3 separate regions of the Zea mays genome follow, and all the other regions are linked to region 3. A link is a contact called in public Hi-C data. All regions are on one chromosome and are shown on one strand. The core of a region is the stretch at or near the end of the contact, and the rest is flanking DNA. Distances in the headings are between cores, read along the strand shown.

Region 1 (2,700 bases), core at 44-2,543, 170 kb before region 3:
CACGATGAGCTCCTGCAGGCTCCTGAGCTCTCCGAGAACATCCGGCACCTCGCCGGCAAGGCGGTTGTACGCCAGATTGAGCAGAGTCAGGTTGGCGCACCGCGCGAACTGCGTGGGGATCCCGCCGGACAGGTCGTTTGTGTTGGCCTCGAAGTACGTGAGGCCGGTGGCGTCCCCGATCGACGCCGGGATGGCGCCGGAGAGGAGGTTGTCGCCGATGCGGACGTTGGAGAGGCCGCGGCACCGGCCGATGGTGTCGGGGATGGTGCCGTTGAGCCGGTTCATGGTGAGGATGAGAACTTGCAGGTTGCCGAGCTCGAAGAGGCTGCTGGGGATGCTCCCCTCGAGGGCGTTGGAGTGGAGGTTGAGAACCTGGAGCTCCGACGAGAGCCCGAGCCCCGGCGGGATCGGGCCGGAGAGCGCGTTCTCGTAGGCGGACAGCACGCGCAAGCCCGGGAGCCGCGCGAGCCAGCCGGGGAGGGAGCCGGTGAGGTTGTTGCCCGAAATCTGCAGCTCCTGGAGCTTCTTGAGGCCCCTGAGATCGTCGGGGATGGCGCCGGAGAGCGCGTTGTTGGAGAGGTTCAGGAACCGGAGCGCGGACGCGCCAGCGAGCGCGGCCGGCACGGCGCCGGTGAGCGCGTTCATTGAGAGGTCGAGGTACTCGAGGCGGGTGAGCGCGCCGAACGCCGGCGAGAGGCCGCCGCTGAGCGAGTTGGCGGAGAGGTCGAGGCGCGCCAGCGCGCGGAGTGCGGCGGCGGCGGCGAAGTCCCCACGGAGCCCCCGGCGCGGCAGCTCGATCGCGGTGACCACGCCACCGGCCCCCGCGGCTGCGCAGGTGACGCCGCGCCACGCGCAGTGGTCCGCACCCGGGCCCCAGCCTGGCGGCGCCAGGTCCCGCCGCAGCGCCTGCATTGCCGCGGCATCCCCGCCGTCGCCGGCTCCCCCGGTGCCGTCCGCTGCCCCCGGTGTCGAGAAGCACGCCGAGAGAAGGGCCAGGAAGAGGAAGCTGTGGCGGTAGCAGGGGGAAGAGGAAGGCATTTGGGGTGGGGCTTCCTCTTGGCTCGGGGCGAGGCAGCGGTGGTGGTGCCCAGGCCTGCTTTTCTCTGTGGTTTTGGGTGGGTAGCCTGGTAGGGAAGGGGGAGAGAGAGGCTGAGAGGGGGCACGGGCACGGCACACCACGCGGCGACAGGGGCCGTGGCTACTGTACTGCCGCTGCGCTGCCGCTGCCGCCGCCGCTCACTCTCCCACTCGCACTTGCACTCCGTGAGGGGGAGAAGAAAGTGGAGAGGAGAGAGAGGAAACAAAGCCGGAAAGGTAGTTGTGCTCGGTGCATTCTAGTACCCAGAGACCAGAGAGAGTGTGCGCGTGCGAAATGGCAATGGATGTTACCCCGGCAAGACAGACTAGGCGCGTGATTGGTTGCCCGGATGAGGGCTGGCGACCGACTCCTCTGTCTTAAAGTTAGGTGGCTGGCGTGTGGGGTCAGGCCACAGCAGGCCCACACGTCATCTCTCGGCGGCAGCAATGTCCACGGATCTCGTCGGGAGGGCTGGGCCAGGTGTAGGAGATGCACTCCCGGATGAGGGCAGGCGACCCTAATCATGTTGTTTGGGTGTCTAACTCTACATGTTTTTGACCTTGTGCAGCAAAGGAGCTTCAATCTTGTTGACCTCGTATCTGATTGCTTCACACCCGCGTGGTACATCCTGGAAGCTTTGCTTCCCATTCAGTCCCTCTCCATATTTCTTCTTCATTTTGTGGTTGTCTTCTGGTTATTTGCTTACAATTTTTGAGGTAGCTCCTTTGATCATGAGTGATACTACATGCTATTAGATTGCAAGTTGCCTTTGTTGTTAATTTATCAAATTAATCCGAACACATGTGTTATGGTCTATGTTGTTTGTTACAAGTCGTCGGAGGAGCATCCTTCGGGATGTGGCATTCATGGCTTGAAAAATGTTATTTTCATTAGTGCATATGAACTGTTTGATCCCTCATGTTAGTGCTTGCTCTGACCTGATGCCTCAGTATTACTATACTCTAGATGGACCACGAACTCTGTCGTCGACGTGTTGCTAGCCTTGTTGTGTGTATTGCTGCTTGTTTTGTTTTGTGGTATAGAAGGTGTGTCGGTGAGGCTCGTATCATTACCTTTGCCTAACCATATTCCTAGCTATTTTTTGTTTAGTACTTACTCTTCATTTCACCCATAGGACCACCCTAAGGATGTTGAGTACCTCAATACTCCCCTAGAGCACTACATGCCTATGCAAATCGTCTTTGGTAGTGGCCAGGCAACTAGCAGATTTTCCATGGGGTCTAATGAGAGCTTTAGCCAATGTACTAGGGTCACATGGGCTCTAGATTGTGGGGTGAGTGGTGGGCAAGCCCAACCCATTAACCTTGATGGTGCTAAAGGGGAGTCCAGTCGGATGGGATGTGACAAGGAGAAGTAACCTAGTCAGCCATCCGAGCCCATCAACTTGAAGATGAAGAGGTCTAGTGAAAGATGACTACTTACTGATGTTGGGCATGACAGAGGTTGTTGGTAAGGTGGTTGAGGCTCTGGTGGCTCCTTAAAACAATGAGCTCCACCCTGGCCTGTATGGTGACCACTGAAGTATTCTCAAACGAGGCTCTCATGTTTGCACTTTGCTACCTCCTACAGAACAAGGCTAAAGGCCTTTGCTTTGTGCAAAT
Region 2 (2,705 bases), core at 174-2,673, 160 kb after region 3:
TGATAGAGTGATTCTCTACCGGAAGTGAATCTATTTGAGAAAACTGTTGGTAAATAGGCTGTAAAGTGATTACTGAGGGGTTAAAGAGTGTGGAGCAGATTAACTCAAACTCAAACTGTTGGTAAATAGGCTGTAAAGCAGATTTTTATCGTTTGACTCGGCAGAAGTGATTCTCGATGGGAGCGGAACTATGAGAACTCTGCCAAAAGCACCCTCACCATATTTGTTCTTGCTATAGAGCGTACGAGCATTTTATAGCTAAAATCAGATTTTGCGATCCTACTTGAACAAACGACCGACTTTTCACCCCGATACAGTTTCCACGACTCTAATCCAACTTTCGACCGGACTCGGGCACACGAATTAACCCACTGTGTCGCATGAAAGTGAATGGAAGAGACTAAGGCCTTATTTGGCACAACTGCTGCTTGTTGAAAAAGCAGCTTATCTGATAAGCTGGTGAAAAGCAGCTTCTACTTGTTGGCTGCTTTTAGTGTATTCTGAGAAGCAGCTGAACTGATAAGCTGCTGCAGAAGCTAGCTGTTTAGCAGAAGTTCTGCTTAAATTTGTGAAGAAGCTGAAAATAAGCTGTGCCAAACAGGGCCTAAGAGATGAAGACGCTAAACTTTTGGAACACATGCTTTGGAGATTGTTGTTCTTTCCCAACTCGATTTGGAAAATATGCCGAAACGATGGAAGGTACCAACGCATTTCTCCATGCCTTTGGGTCTCACTGTGTCGTTCCTCATAGAAGTCACAAGGAATTCCATAGAAAATATATAGAAATTTTACCCAGTTCGTTCTCATAGGAAAAAAAACCCAATAATTTTCCCGCGCTATAAAAAGGTCTCATATGCTGAAGAAACCACGGCCAAGCGGGCCTTCCGTAGCCCGCGCGCCACGGCGTAAGGCCCAAGGCCCAGTGCCCCAGTACGACTCGGGCGGCGCTCTGGGCGCTTCCACTCGGTGCGTGCCGTGCTGTCCTCCGTCCTCTCCGACCGAGGCCCCAGGGCGGAGGCGTGGATCCCGTCGCGTCCGACTCATCCCCCACGTCCCCACCAGCTTTACACCCACCCTCCCACGCCACTGACGTGCGAGCCCAAAGGCACACCCTACCCACCGAGCACCACCTGTGCCCAGCCCTCCCCTCTCTTACCGCCCGTCCACCGAATGACTACTTGTCCTTTACACTGGCACCACCGCCAGCCCCTAGTAAACAGCTACGCGCCCCCCGCCCCATGCACCCACCCGAGCCCAACGCGTGGACCCGGTTCCAAAAGCGCCGTCCGCGTGTCCACCCCGCTGGACGATACGCCGGGCCCCGCAGAGCTTCGCGCCAACTGTGACGCGCCACGTCGGAGCCGAGTCGCTGCGCGCACATGGGGAAGCGTACACGGGGACGGGAGGACACCGAACCCTAGCAAGCAGGCGCCTTTTTGCTCCCCTTCCCTCCCTCCCAACGCAGCGCAGCGACTGCTGCTGCTTCCCCACACCGCCCCCCGGTAGGCTCACCGCCGGCGACGCGCACGCGTCCCACCGCACCCAAACCGACCGCCACAGCTGCTCGCTCGCTTCCGCCCAGGACCAGAGGGGGGGAGCCTCCAGATCTCGGCGCGCCATGGCGTCGTCCTCCGACGAGCAGCCCAAGCCGCCGGAGCCGCCCGCCGCCGCCGTGGTCGCCGCACCGCCGCAGACGCACGCCGAGTGGGCCGCCTCGCTCCAGGCCTACTACGCCGCCGCGGGGCACCCCTACGCCTGGCCGGCGCAGGTAAGGTTCTGGCCCCTTTGTGCGCGCTCGCTCGCTCGCGTGGCGGCGGCTTCTGACTAGGGTTTCCTTGCTTGCTTCTCCTCCGATTTCAGCACCTCATGGCGGCGGCCGCGGCGGGGGCGCCCTTCGGCACGCCGGTGCCGTTCCCCGTCTACCACCCAGGCGCCGCCGCGGCATACTACGCGCACGCGTCCATGGCCGCGGTGAGTGTCCCTCCTCATCTCGCGCTCTCCCGTCCCGTGCCTAATTCGAGAGAATTGAGCTTCGATTTGGAGGGGGTTTAGGTGTGAGTTTGCTCCTCTGCTGCTATGCAGGGCGTCCCTTACCCGACGAGCGAAGCTGTCGCCACGGTGGCGGCGGCCACTGCGCCGGAAGGGAAAGGCAAGGGGAAGGGCGGGGGCGCGTCGCCTGAGAAGGGCAGCTCTGGGGCGCCCTCCGGTGAGGACGACTCCAGGAGGTACCGGCTTTCACTATTGCCTTGCCAGCGCTGCAGTTTTAAATTTTTTTCTCCCCTTCCCCCCTTTCTGGTTAAATTCAATTCGAATGCTGCTGTGTGTAGCAGTGACAGCGGCAGCGATGAGTCGTCAGAGACGAGAGATGATGACACTGACCATAAGGTACCAATCAACTTGCTGTGCCACAAGGGGCCATTTTTAAATTGCATGTTTTTTCCTGTAATTAGCTGGCTTTCTGTGGTTCATGTTTGTTCTCCTCAGGGTTCATCTGCGCCCAAGAAAAGGAAATCTGGTAACACGTCGGCTGAAGGTTAGCGTTTTGTCTGTAGCCTTTCTGTCAGAAAGGAGTGAGCGATTAAAGATTGGTGTTTTGCCAGGTGAACCGTCTCAAGCTGCTGTTGTGCGCTATGCTACGGTTGAGTCGCCATATCCCGCAAAGGGAAGGTCTGCCTCAAAGCTTCCAGTGTCTGCACCTGGCAGGG
Region 3 (2,775 bases), core at 93-2,592:
TTAATAGTAATGCCACCAGGTAGTAGTGGCACCAACCTGGCTGTTAGTGACTGACGGGATGTATCCCCGAGGGATCTCACCACTGTCGTACTTGGTAAGCCCGATCTCACCACTGTCATACTTGGGGCGGCCAACATCCCCGCTGCCCCCAGCATTCATGCGCCAGCTGCGCATCCTGTCAGCAATCTTCTGCTTCTGGTCGTCATTGCCAGATGCAGGGTAGTTGAAGTCGCTAGCATCATCGGCATCAGTATCGTCTCCTTCCTCCCCTCGGATCGCTGGACTCCCTGAAGGATTCGTACACAGTTCAGAGAATGATTAGCAAATCCTGTTTGCTATTCTTGAGCATAAGTCCACGATGTCACATCATATGGAACTCCAGTTATTATTTTTCCCCCTTACTAGTTACTACAATCTAACAGAATGCACACAAAGACAAGACTAGGCATGCTACAAGCTAAAATATTATCCAGTGATAGCGACAGATCTAATACGCCCTCTCTAACCGAAAATGCCATGAGATCTATCACAAATAGAAACAATAACATCTTTGTTGCTTCTGATAAAAGATCCTAACTTTCCTAGCCACTTCAAAATCGGGTCCAGAGACAGCTAGATCAAACAAATGGAATGGAGAAAGGGACTGTAAATTACCCTTGTGGCGCTTGTACTTGTTTTTGCACTGGGGGCACGCTTGTGTGCCGTCCTTGCGCTCGTACTCGTAGCAGGGGCGGCACACCGGGAACCCGCAGACGTCGCAGGCGGTGAAGACGTCTCCCTCCGCCGTAGTGCCCACGCCATCGCCGCAGATCTGGCACACCTGCCCTCCCCCGCGCCTCCCCGACTTCTGCACACACACGCAGCGGATCATAAGATTCAGTCTTTCACTCCCAAGATGCACCGCCAACACGAAACGGAATGCAGCTGAGAGATCTCCCGCCGCTCACCACGCCGTCCGCGTCGCCCTCCATGGCAGGCGAGCTCGCCCAGAACCGACAAGGAGCTGGCCTAGGCAGAGCCGAGCCGACACAAGTCGGCACCACTCCCGAGATCCGAGCAGGGGCACGGATCAGCACCGCATCTCCCGCTGCGAGCGTGGTGCTACTAGTAGTAGCTATGTATGCGGGGGGGAGGAGGGACTAGGGAGGTGGAGGAGAGAAAAGGACAGGGCACCGCACCGATGGAGGAAGCCGCGGCAACGTGAGTTGGTTCCGCTGTCGCTTTCGACGCGAGGGATTAAGAATTGATAAAAGATTATTGCAGCAGCGAGACGATTTTGATTCTAGTTAATTTGCGCGCGTCTGGTGGGATGGGTTCGGATTAGTTTAAGCCGAGTTGTGTCGGGGAGAGTGTGCCAGTGAGGCGGGAGGTGGAAGAAGGGTGAACTGGGGGCCGTGCAGGGCCCGCTTGGCAGTGAGTGCTCACTGTCGGTCCTGAGCACCGACGGAGGATATGCTGGGGTCGGTCTAATTGTTAGGTGTACAAGTGTGAAATGTGGCATGTGTTCCTATAAAATAAGCCCAACGGCTCGTCATTAATGAGCTATGATTATTTTAGATAGAACAATGATAACATAGGAGCAATTAATTTTCTACTGCAGGTTCTACTGCAAAAGCAACGGGTAACAGGTTATGCGGTGCAAGACTGCTACTCTGCTAGGGTTATTATATGTAACATACACAACAATATTGTTATTACATGGGATCTTAGACTATCTTCAACCATCCCCTATATATATATATATATATATATATATATATATATATATATATATATATATATATCCTTTCTTATCTATATTTTTAATATATTTTACTAAATCTCTCTACACAAATTCCTACATATAGTCCGTCTCTGATCATTCCTCTACCGTAATACATATTATTATCAAATTACAGGGCTTAAACAAAATTAATAACATAAGAAACAATGTAACTGAAAATAAGCGAAGCATAGTGCTCTCCTTATATATACAGAGAGATTCCATCTCCCTACACATATGGGGATCTTTTAGAAGACATTGTTGGAGGCGTTTGGTGCCCTCTATGGATAATCTGGGGGGCTTTTATGGGGCTAGTTGGAGTCAGCCTTACACAAAAGATTTCGTATTCTTTTGATTGTAGTAATAGTTATTGTTCTCTTCCGTAAATCTCTCAACTACCAAAAAATCTATGGTTTTTCACATTTTTCAGTGGTTAAACATTTTAGGATCCCCAATAAATATAAAGACATGTGAACAATAATTATTGCAAAGTTATCATGTGATTAACCATTGATTAATAGTGGCATCAAATATGTGTATAGCATTATGTTACATTAACGTCTTCTAATTGAGTAAAAGAGTTTAGTTTTGGTAACTATTGATAATGTAAGATTATAGTGACTATCATATGTTTTGTAGAGATAAGATAAATTAGATCATAATAATGCAAAATGTTTAGGTTTAAGAGATATTCATGTCCTTATTGATGGAGACCAATGGTCAGTTTTTAAAAAGAATATACAAAAAATTAAAGATCAACTAGTTATAAGTGTCATTGAAGTTGTTGCACACTTAGTGATAGTACCTTTATTTTCCTTTAGTCGCACTATAAAGGAGGCATGAGATGGGTGGTTTGACCTAGTTGAGTCTAGTTAGGTGTGGCGAGAAACAAGTGTGCAAAACTAGTGCTAGGTAAACCCAAGGCACTACACAAAACATTTGAGAGAAAAATAAAATAAAAACAAATAAAAATACAAGTTGGACAGCTTGTAGTAGCACCAGACATGTCTAGT

The links. A called contact is a pair of places that touch in the nucleus more often than the background predicts.
Region 1: a Hi-C map of leaf shows a contact between it and region 3, with 10 times the contacts expected there. The contact joins the promoter of LOC100304354 here to the promoter of LOC541807 in region 3. A contact is called at or near these places in 9 of 25 Hi-C or Micro-C datasets (bundle sheath, ear, endosperm and 3 more) and 1 of 3 datasets of contacts at active chromatin or transcription factors (leaf).
Region 2: a contact with region 3 is called in a Hi-C map of bundle sheath, with 3 times the contacts expected there. The contact joins the promoter of LOC100284949 here to the promoter of LOC541807 in region 3. A contact is called at or near these places in 4 of 25 Hi-C or Micro-C datasets (bundle sheath, endosperm, leaf and 1 more).

Annotation. Positions count from the first base shown.
Region 1 is chr2:165,684,893-165,687,592 of Zm-B73-REFERENCE-NAM-5.0, reverse strand. It overlaps LOC100304354, which reads right to left and starts at 1,293. Exons shown (of 2, transcript NM_001368191.1): 1 at 1-1,293. The coding sequence starts at 1,038.
Region 2 is chr2:165,347,544-165,350,248 of Zm-B73-REFERENCE-NAM-5.0, reverse strand. LOC100284949 (DNA-binding protein EMBP-1) reads left to right here and starts at 1,423. Exons shown (of 9, transcript NM_001413239.1): 1 at 1,423-1,768; 2 at 1,861-1,971; 3 at 2,083-2,225; 4 at 2,328-2,385; 5 at 2,485-2,533; 6 at 2,601-2,705. The coding sequence starts at 1,619.
Region 3 is chr2:165,511,063-165,513,837 of Zm-B73-REFERENCE-NAM-5.0, reverse strand. It overlaps LOC541807 (cellulose synthase-9), which reads right to left and starts at 1,342. Exons shown (of 14, transcript NM_001111489.2): 1 at 948-1,342; 2 at 655-847; 3 at 37-287. The coding sequence starts at 971.